Linked DNA regions of Mus musculus: region 1 is linked to region 2. Evidence: chromatin contacts called from public promoter capture Hi-C data. All regions are on one chromosome and are shown on one strand. The core of a region is the stretch at or near the end of the contact, and the rest is flanking DNA. Distances in the headings are between cores, read along the strand shown.

Region 1 (5,443 bases), core at 233-2,732, 220 kb after region 2:
CACCTGTCCCCATGAGATAGAGTCTCACTATGTCACTCTCGTTGTCCTCTAACTCCCTGTGCAGGCTAGGCTGGCCTCAAACTCCCAGAGATCTGTCTGCCACCCGAGTGCATTGTTAAAAGTCTGGAACAATGTCCTGCAACACACCAGTTTTAATTCTGACTTTCTTTGCAGGTCCTGAGAATTGGAATAAGGGATATAAAGTGTCTGGGCCTCCACTGTGTCATCTGAGACTTGGGCACAGCAGTCTTAAGCTGTGCAAGGATGGGGATGAGAAATGAAGACAGGACCAGGGCACAGTGATAGGTGTCTGAACAGTAGGGGAACAATTGTCAGAGTGGCTCTGGGCATCTTATTTTCTAGGAATTAAGACCCTAGGAAATCTTTGCCACCTATAGGCAAATTAGATGATTTTTTTTTTTTTTTTAAATTCCCAGTCAGACCCAGAGCCATCTCAAGAATCAGGAAGCAAGCAACCACACACCTCAGTGTTGGTGGGCTGGGTCTTCCAGAACCCAGTTGCTTGCTTTGAGCAAGCCTTACCTTCTGGGCACATGCGCGTGAACACACACGCACACACTCTCAGGTCTGGTGCCTGACCCAGTCTGTGGCGGGGGAGGGGAGGTTGGCCCAGAATCAGCTAGCTAGATTTAAAGGCTAGACCCTTCCAAGAAGGCTGCCTGCAAAACTCCAAGCTACACCCCTGCTTGGGGTCGCAGGAGTTGGTGGCACCTGGAGAGGAGCCAGGCAGGCAAGCGTTGGAGACTGGCTACGGCGGAGCGGCGGCGGTGCAGTCTGTGAAGGGCCTGCGCAAGTCCCCAGCACCCGGGAAGGAAAGCCAGCAGAGAAAGACACTGCCCCAGGCCACCTCTCCTGCCCGCACACCACCCTCTGTGGGCTCACAAGTGCGGGTGGGTGCTACCGAGGCGGAGCTGCGCACGCACGCGCACACACACACACACACACACACACACACACACACACACGACTGCAGACACCCCTCCCGCGCGCCGCACACGCCCACCGCCCCAACCCGAACCCCAGGGCCCCTCTCCTCTCCCCTCACCTTTTTTCTTGGCGATCTTTCCTTTCTTCCCTCCTTCCTCTTCCTTCCAGCGCTCGCTCCTCCCCGCACCTCTGCGCGTCGCTAGCTCAAGACTCAGCAAGTGCAGCCCGCCCCCACTTGCAGTCTCATTCTCTGTTGGTGACACTGGGAGAATCCAGCACTTTCCAGAAGCCCCCACTTCTCAGTCTCTTCCTAACACTTGCTATACTCTACCTCATTGTTTTTCACGTGACTCCGTCCTCCCAACAAAAACACAGGCGACTCCAACTGTTTCCCTGAACCCCCTCTCTGGGCGGATTTAAGCATTCACCTCAGAACAAAAGCACTGTGCTGCGGACAGCCGGGACAGCCCGGTAGGGTCCCCAACCCCGAGGGAGTCAATTACAGCCCACCTTGGTTCCTTAGCCTTCTTTTGCCAAGCTTTTACCCTCCCAATGGCTAGCCTATGAGGGGAAGGCACTGAGTGTGTGTGTGTGCGTGCGTGCGTGTGTGTGTGTGCGCGCGCGCGCGCGTATATCCTAGTATGTGTGACTATAAATGAGTGCCTATGTATGTGAGAATGTGCAAGTATATATGTGAACACATATGAGTATATATGTGTGTCTCTGTGTGTATGTATGTAAATATATGTTAGCATAAACCTGTGCCTATATTATGTGAGTGTGGGTAAGTGTATATATGAGCGTATACATGTATGTATGTATGTCTATGTAATTGTATGTGACTGAGTGTAAGTATATGTGTGTTAGTGCATTTGATGGTGTCTAGGAGTATGAGAGGGTGTGCATGTATGTGAGTGGTGGTGTGTGAATGCATGTATACATGTGTGAATGTGTATCTATGTAAATGTATGTGTGTGTTGTGAACAAGAATTTCCAGAAAGACGCTCTGTCTGCAGAGACTGACTGACTGACCAGTCTTGCAGTGCTGAGGGGGGAAATTTGGAAGTTGCAATTCCAGAGGCAACTTATATTTTCTAGCTTTAACCCCCACAACGGGGCTTCCTTACCCACCCCTCTGTCCAAACTAACATCCTGTGACTAACAGTTCATTTCCTGCTGCCCACAGAGATCAGAAGAGGGCATCGGGACCCCCCACCCCCACCCCCCGGAATTGGAGTTACAGATGCTTGTGAGCTGCCAAGCGGGTGCTGGGAACTGAACCCAAGTCCTCTGCAAGAACAACAGGTGCTCTTAGCCACTGTGCCATCTCTCCAGGCCCTGTCCTGGCCTTTTCTACCCTGGCCTCCAGCCTGGCTGGAAAAAGACCCTCTTCTCTTTCACACTCAGGAAAAGTTGTGTCCTCTCAGGGTACTTATCACCATAACAGTCCACTGGGGAAATGTACAGTGGAGAAAGCACCACCCCTGCTTGCTTTTAGTTGACTTTATACCCATTTCAGGAGGTCACCAAGCCCAGCAATGTGTCCTTTGGCCTTCCAGATCAGATTTCTGCTCAGCTCTATATACAGACATGTTAATCATTTAAAGATCGGTCCTCTGAAATTGGCAATACAAGATTGATTACGCCTCCACCTTCCTGCCCCCACCCTCCAGAGCTGGGTGGTTAAGAGCACTTGCCGCTCTTCCAGAGGACCAGAGTTAGGCTTGAAAGAACTTGAAACTCCACTCTAAGGGACAAGACTCCTTCCTCTGGTCTCTGTGGGCAGATGTGAGCACTTGCACACACATACACATGACTAAAATAACTTTTTTTTAAAAAAAAGATATTGCTGGTTTAGTTGATTCTCCATCCCTAGTAGACAGCGGCAGACTCTCCCTGTGGCGTTTCATTTTCCCTTGACCCAATTTGACTCTCAAATTAAAGGTAACGTAGGCCTGCTAATTTTATTTTCTGTTACCAGAAGTCAGAAATAAGCCCCTGTGGTGCTGTGGTTTTCAGAGCTGCGCTTTCTAAGTGTTCTTGCGAAGTAGATGAGCCATCTCCCTTACACCTCACACAAACCTTCAAAGTGGCATTTACCCTACACCATCTTGCTGCACTGAGTGTCGGAGTATGTGTGCCTCATTTGCATATCCACTTCCCACCAGAATGTTCCAGTAAAATGCTTTAAATAGCTAGAAATTACCCTTGGTCACACTTATAGCACAAACTCCTTAAATAGTACTTGGTTGGCTACTCTGGTACATCTGTGTGCAAGCATGTACCCCTTATAGCACAAACTCCTTTAATGAGCCTTGTTTGACCATGCTGGTACATCCGTGTGCAAGCGTGCTCGAAGTGACAAGGCACGAGGCAGTTCCACAAAGGAGTGACCTTCAATGAAACACTAGAATAAAAGAACCCCGGGCTTGGCCCTGAAAGTCTTACCCGTGGAATGAAGTCTGTGTTGGTCCTTACTTCAGCATTGTGTAGGGCCTGAGGATCATGGCTGCATAGCTGATACTCAGAGGTTAGTTTAGCATGTGCCAAGCTACTCAGGGCAGGCTCCAGTGTGAACCATCTCTGCAGTCCCGTGTTGTTTCCAGGCAACATCTAGATTCATTAGCTGGGCTTGCATGATTCAGCCCTCAGGTCCTCTGAGGGAGAGGCTGAAAGACTCATACTCCCTCCTTTCTGCTTTTTTGCTCAGCCTGGTCCAAACTTGGTCTGCTTCTTCATTCTCCTTTCATTTGTAAAAGACTCAGCCTTGAGGTCAGTTCGTGGAAAACCTATCTACAATTTAAGACACATAGGGGTGTAGTGACCAACATTCCTAATGACAGCTGCTAGGTACAATACTCGGTGCTAAACTTCCCTCCGTGATGCCTAGAGGTCTTCAGTCAGCAGTCCTTCCCCAACCTAAGCTTCTCCTAAGAGAAGGCCCTCCCCGCCCAACTCCTCCTCCCCCAACCTAGGCCCCCTTCCCCAAGACAGTCAATCATTCTGCAGTGGATGCCTGCCAGCCCATCTTCCCCAACTGTGCCATGTATGTCATTCCTAGTAAGTGTAACACACACCATATTTTCAAGCACCTCCCTCCAGGTACTTGGATTCTTATCTTTCATGTTTCTGTAACAAATTACCCAGGACTGACCATTTTAAAAATAAAGAATAGAGAAATAAAAATATAAAGAAAAGAGCCAGGTGTGGTGGTGTACATTTCTTTTTTGTTTTTTGTTTTGGGTTTTTGTTTTTTTGTTTTTTGTTTTTTGTTTTGAGACAGGGTTTCTCTGTGTAGCCCTGGCTGTCCTGGAACTCAATCTGTAGACCAGGCTGGCCTCGAACTCAGAAACCCATCTGCCTCTGTCTCCCAAGTGCTGGGATCAAAGGCGTGTGCCACCACTGCCCGGCGGTGGTGTACATTTCTAATCCCAGCACTTGGAAGGCAGAGGCAAGTAGATCTCTGTGAGTCTGAGGCCAACCTGGTGTACATAGCCAGTTCTAGGATATCCAGAGCTGCATAATAGACATTGTCTGGAAGAGAGAGAGAGAGAGAGAGAGAGAGAGAGAGAGAGAGAGAGAGAGGCAGAGAAGCAGAGACACACAGAGAGATAGAGAATCAGAGACAGAGAGACAGAGATAGGCAGAAGAGGAGAGAGAGAGAGGGGGGAGAGAGAGAGAATATATTTTTAGAAACATAAGTTTCCAAATCATGTTTAGAAATCAACATAATTTCACTTTGGAAAACTTAAGCCAGGGCAACTCCACAGCTTCTGGTAAGGATTTAATTGGGGGGGGGGGAGGCATCATGACACAAAGCCAGAGCACAGGAGCTAGGCTTGGTAATTTCTTTTATAACAACTCCCTCACAAGAACTAAACACGGTCCCATGAAAACAACCTTAATGCTGTCTGTCCAAGAGTGGCCCTGTGTCCCAGTACTGCCACTCTGAGGACACAAAAACCCTTGAGGATTGGTGTGTGTGAAGATTTCCCTCAAGTCACTCCCCAAGTCACGGCAGTATCTCCAGGTCTCAGGTTATCTCTAGCAGAAACTCACTGCAGACCTGTGGGAGGGGACAATGACTCAATTACACAGCCAGGAGGTAGCAGGGCTGCAAGCCCAGAACCCCTTGCTTCTTCACACCACCACCTGCTGTCCTCATGGCAGAACCAGCAATGTCACTCACCGTCACTTTCTCCCTCTTGTAAGCCCCTTGAGGGCTGATCTGTCGGGCGAACAGCCTATGTATGAGTTCCTGAATGATACAGGCAACCTGAACTTAACTCAGTATGTGAGAGACGGGTAATGTGTACTTAGTTCTGGGGCGTGCTTTCGGGCATCTTAGGCATCCATGAGATGGTAGGGGCAGTCTTTATCCTGCCATGGTTTTCCCTGTCCCAACTCGCCATTTGCCATCTGCCCAGCTCTCCAAGAAGGTTCTGTGAATCACAGGGTCTTATGAGTCACTCGTTGCTTCTCTGAGGAGTAAATA
Region 2 (5,230 bases), core at 831-3,330:
ATGAACACATCACAGTATCCACGGGTCAGAGATGTAACAGTGTCTTACCTTTAAATGTGACAAACAGTTTTGTAGGAAAATATGCCAGTTATTTAAAAAAAACTGTTTCTGACTGACACATAAAAGACAGGTAATTAGTGGGTACAAAGCCTGCCAGAGAGAGAAAAAAAGAGAATTAACACTCTTTACGGCAAGGTGCGGGACTCCTGGATGGTGGCTTCGTTTGTGCTACTAAAGAAAAAAAAAATTCAAGACATTTTAATACAGTTTCCCCATTTTCAATCTGAAACGCCATTTCATAGGCTAACAAGGAATGAGGGAAGACCGCATTCCCCGAGACCAATCCCTCAAGCCAACCTCCCCCAATGGGACAGGTTCTTCCTCCTCCCTGCACTTTCTCATCCAGTCCCCACTACAGTGCTTCTGAACAGAGCAGAGCAAGGTCAGCATGGCATTAGAATCCCAGCTGACTGCGGCCAAGCACGTGACTGCAGAGGCTTATTTTCCAAACGCGTAAAGTGACCAGCGATGACCACAAATGTCCGACGGAGGCGTGTGCCAAAGAATGTGGAGCATTTAGGGCCATGTCTGCCACAAGTAAGATTCATGATTATTTTCGCTTCAGTGTAGATGGTCAATAGTTGGCCAGTTCTCCACACTTCGCCTAACTGCAGGAAAATGGTGTGAAGCACATGGGTTTACTGGGGGGGAAGAAAGTGCCATCGGCCTCAGAACGGAAATGACGAGACGGCACAGGGAACGGTTCTTAAAACATGATACTTTTGAATACAATTGTATGGTATACAATAAAAAAAAGTTATGGTTTAACAGAAAACTATATTCAACATATAACATAATATAAAATTTAAGACACCTGTCAAGACAGGGAAACAAAATATTTAAAAAACAAAACAAAACCAAAAAAAAAAAAAAAAACAAAACCCCAAAAACAAAACAACAACAAAAAGACAGGGAAACACTGGGCAGGAAGTCTAAAGGACCCATTAAACAAAGAGGCAGTAAAATAAGACTGGCCAGCTACAAGACAGTGCTCCAGTTACAACTCAGCAGGCAGGAGCCTCATACTTACTCAATAAACTCTGTCTCCCTCCCTTCCCCACTCTCTTCCATCTCACCTTCTCTCTCCCTCCCTCCTCTGCCTCTCTGTCTCCCTTCCTCCCCTTCCCTCCCCCCCCTCCATCTCTAACAGTTTGCCCCACCCCCGATAATAAAAAGTAGAAAATCTAAAATGTGCAAAGTCTGCCCTGTCCTGGGTATTTTACAAGTTCACATTTTACACTTCTCCAATCTCTACCGGGGCCATAAATCAATGACTAAAACACCCAACGGAGCACACAAAGGTTTGAAACACTTCTCCGTACCAGCGAATGCTTCTTTCTGGAACTAAGTTCAAATGTAGTCTGATACAGCATCTCCACAAAATTTTTCAAACAGGGGACATTGACTTCATTTTTAACAGCCTAGGGAAAGAGTTAAAGACAAACAGAGATGAAAAACAAACAAACAAACAAATAAAAACAGTCAGTGCCCATAAACCCTAAGAGCCTTATGAGATCTGTCTGCCAAGTCTGAAGTAAGTTAATGATTCACTGAGATTTACATACAAGTCTTAGGTACCAAATGTTATAAAGTAAACCTGGTCCCTGGCCTGCTGGAACCAGCAGAGGATGCAATCGAGCAGATGGGAGGTGAGAATGCAGGGTAGGTGCACAAGGACAAGCCCGGCTGTGCTCCGCAGAGAGGCCTTTGGAGGGACACTGTGAGGAAGTGAGCACTAAGCTGAACCCAGCTTGTTTATTGAAAAACCTCCTGCTTAACCCTTCCAGCCTCAGCCCCTACAGCTCTGCCCCTGGGAGATGGGACACGCCGCAGCATCTTCCCGGCTGCCTCTACAACATCTCAGGGTACCCAAACTGGATGTCGGAGATGCTCTTTCCCCAGACGGAGCATGTCTTTCTCCCTTAGTGTTTGTTGGCTCAATTGTCACTCTCTCTCTCTCTCTCTCTCTCAAGATGGAACTTACATAATCATACTCTATTTAAGAGTTCAGCTCCCCTACCCTCAGCCAATCCTTCCTTCTGTGTGCCCACGCAAGTTCTTCATGGTACCTGCCGCGACATGACACCCTGCATATGCTGCATTCAAGTTTATTCTCTGCTTGCATGCCAGAAGTAAGCCCGAGAGTCATATAGAATACTTCCCAGCTTGCTGGGGTCTATTTCCTATGCACAGATGAGTCCCTGATACACACAAGACAGTATACAACGAAGGACTAAAGACAGACCAGCCAGGCAAAGAGGAGGAGGAGGTCATTCAAGACATAAGATGTCCCAGGATAGTGGCAGCCCTTTCACAAGGGGACCAGGGCTGTGGGTTGAAGCATGGCCCTACAAAACTCCTCTGTAGACTTTCTACCCAACATACTCAAGAGTGAACGGACCTGGGGAAGTCACTGCAGATAACAGATGACAGTGGCAACTGATTTTTTAAAAAATAAAGATAGCCTTTCCTGTTTGTTAATAATGTGAATCTAGTTTATGGGACTAAATACAAGGCTGAGAGATGACTGTTACTGGTAAACCTTTAATTCACAGCTGTTATTTGTACCCATTAAAAAAGAATCCTTCCTAATTTAGTGGTAAGCTAAAAGGAAAGGCAGGTTTCAATACTGTGGCAACCACTGTCATTCATTTCCCAATATCTTAACTTTTTAAAAAAAAAAAAAAACAATCTTAGCTGGGCAGTGATGGTACACGCCTTTAATCCCAGCACTCGGGAGGCAGAGGCAGGTGGATGGATCTCTATAAGTTTGAGATTATCCTGGTCTACAGAGTGAGTTCCAGGACAGCCAGGGCTACACAGAGGAAACCCTGTCTCAAACAAACAAACAAGCAAAAACCCAACCAAACCAAACCAAACCAAACCAAAACCAAACCAACCAACCAACCAAACAAACAAACAAGCAATTTCCCGGCCACCCCACCTCTCCTACGTGTGTTTCCAAAGCAGTGCATGAGCATGCCAGGCAATTCATAGAAATGCACAGGCCACCAGACCATGAAAGAAAGTGGAAGCCAGAGCGGTTTTCTTTCTCAACATGAAGATAAGCCTGTTCACTAGTTATGTCGAGAGAAATTTGAATAAAACACAATTAACTTTCATATCTGGCCAAGACCAAAGGAGGATAGATTTGCCCTATTGTCTACAATAACTGGAAAATAATCAAAATCTATAAAAGGATTCACAAGGCTATCTATACCCATCAACATAACAAACTGACCACTCGGGAGTGGGGAGCACAGGGGGTGGGGCCAGCAGGGGCTCACGCCATTGCAAGAGCTTTCAGGGAGGAAAGGGAGGCAGGCCTTCGTATGGCGCATGGTACTAAGACATAGGTCTGTACTTACAGCGGCTACGGGGATAAGGATCTCCACGAATAAACCAGCAAGTGCGTGCTTTATGTCCTTATCTTTTACTTCTAAGAAATACTGAGCGCATTCCTTGAAGGGAAAGGAGGGATGTTTAGACTGACAAGAGGTTGAAGAATTCATAATAATCACATTTTCAAGAACACTTGCTTATTTTAATCACAAAGCTAAGGGCAAGATGGCCTGAAGTGAGGACAAAGTTACTCTATAGCAAGGATAGTCATCACATGTGAAAAAAAAAATCAGTAATAATGGCCTTAACAGGAACGAGAACAGATAGTTTGGGGCTCACTGTAACTGCCAGCCCTGAGGGTGGGAGGACTGTCACCTGCATGAACTGAAAGGATGCTTCGAAATCTTCCACGGGATACATCTTCACTCGGAAGAACTTCATCCCCATGATCAAGCTGATGACGCTCTGGACCACGTGTGGGCTCTGCTCCTTCTGCCGCAGCTCTTTCAGCTCAGTCACGAACTTCTTCCTCACAGCCTGGAACCTGTAATGTACGCGGAGGCATCACGGACTTGAGTCAGCCCCACCCCCACCCCCCTCCCCGCTTAAATTAACCCAAGTGATCTTTAAGGTGAGATCAAAGGATCTTTATCCGGAAGGACACATACTCTGCCCTAATCATAACGAGCAGAGAAACTCACTCAGGAGGATGGAACTATGCTAATGTGCTCTGGGTTTATTTCAAAGCCAGTGCCTCTGAAAGAAGAAATCATACAGGATATTTTCTTATGTCACTGTTGTTTATTACGGACAATACAACAGCACTAAATCATGTCCTCACAAATTATCATCATATGAATAAGGTTATCTCCAAAATTTAAAGCCCTTTTCTAAGTTTCCTCTGACAGTTACATAGGGGAATAGATCAGGGACTACAAATTAATTCAAAGAGACCAATCAATTGGAGGGTATTGATTATAACTGAAAATTAGTGTCCCGTGTACAGAAACACAGAAGAAAGGCTCTGTTCTCCCTGTGTCACTAGGATCATTAGATCAGGTGTGCAAAGTGTGAGCACAGTCCTGAGTTCACACCCACAACCTGTGTGACTAGCATTTCCTTGGTTATATTGAAAACAGGTATCTAAAGTCAAGCCCTCTGGTACGTGGATAGAATCAGAGGCTGGGACAGGAGCTTTGACGAGAGTCTGAGGCCAATCTAGGCTGGGCAGCAAGTTCTAAGTCAACCTAGGCTACAAAGGTGAGACCCTGTCTCAAAAACAAAACTAAACAAAAACCAACAGCCGAAAAATCCACAGGAACGATTGATTGGCGATTGAATGTAAATCACTACAATAAAAGAAATTGTTCTAGACCAGACTCAGCCTTGGTCGACAGGTCTCCCTCCCCGGGCCTCTTCCCCCTCAGTGGGAACACCTTGGGTGTGAGTCTCCTGTAGTGTGAACCGCTTCACACTTCTCCATGCTCCGCATGTGCATGAGTGGAGACCCTGCAGTTTAGCTCCACAGTGCTGTATTTCTTTCTCTCACAACTCATTTGAGGCTGCTACCCTACCATAAATTCTCCAGCCATTTAGGCTCTATCATCCCTGACACATAGAGTCACCTTGGCCGGTAACTTAGCATTTTCCTGCATCTAGCTTGCTACTGTATTATTTAGAATTTCTGGCTGATGTCTCTAAGACTGAGACACGTTTTTATTTTTATAAACCCCAGGAATTATGATTTAAAGGCAAATCAATCATTCCTTATGCCTATGATTTTGTGTCCCTTCACCTGAGTTGAGGAGTCACTGTGGGCTAAGTGGAA

Evidence for each region. Promoter capture Hi-C pulls out the DNA fragments that hold promoters and counts their contacts.
Region 1: a promoter capture Hi-C map of pre-B cells shows a contact between it and region 2, with 5 times the contacts expected there. The contact joins the promoter of Ociad2 here to the enhancer-like site in region 2. A contact is called at or near these places in 20 of 39 promoter capture datasets (the 3T3-L1 cell line, 3T3-L1-derived adipocytes, the C10 cell line and 13 more), 1 of 484 Hi-C or Micro-C datasets (regulatory T cells), 7 of 115 datasets of contacts at active chromatin or transcription factors (craniofacial prominence, embryonic basal ganglia, embryonic forebrain and 4 more) and 4 of 9 other capture datasets (adipose tissue, liver, macrophages and 1 more).

What each region holds. Positions count from the first base shown.
Region 1 is chr5:73,337,465-73,342,907 of GRCm38.p6, forward strand. It overlaps Ociad2 (OCIA domain containing 2), which reads right to left and starts at 1,483. Exons shown (of 7, transcript NM_026950.4): 1 at 1,067-1,483.
Region 2 is chr5:73,118,436-73,123,665 of GRCm38.p6, forward strand. Fryl (FRY like transcription coactivator) reads right to left here. Exons shown (of 63, transcript NM_028194.2): 10 at 3,778-3,946; 11 at 3,429-3,521; 12 at 1,383-1,481; 13 at 49-150. Among named protein-coding and RNA genes, the nearest start is that of 1700071G01Rik, 36 kb to the right of the region's middle. Within about 2 kb of position 2,081, at least 15 of the 459 cell types and tissues checked have an H3K27ac peak or open chromatin away from gene starts, as enhancers often do. A contact at or near this core is called in pancreatic islet, where this site is marked.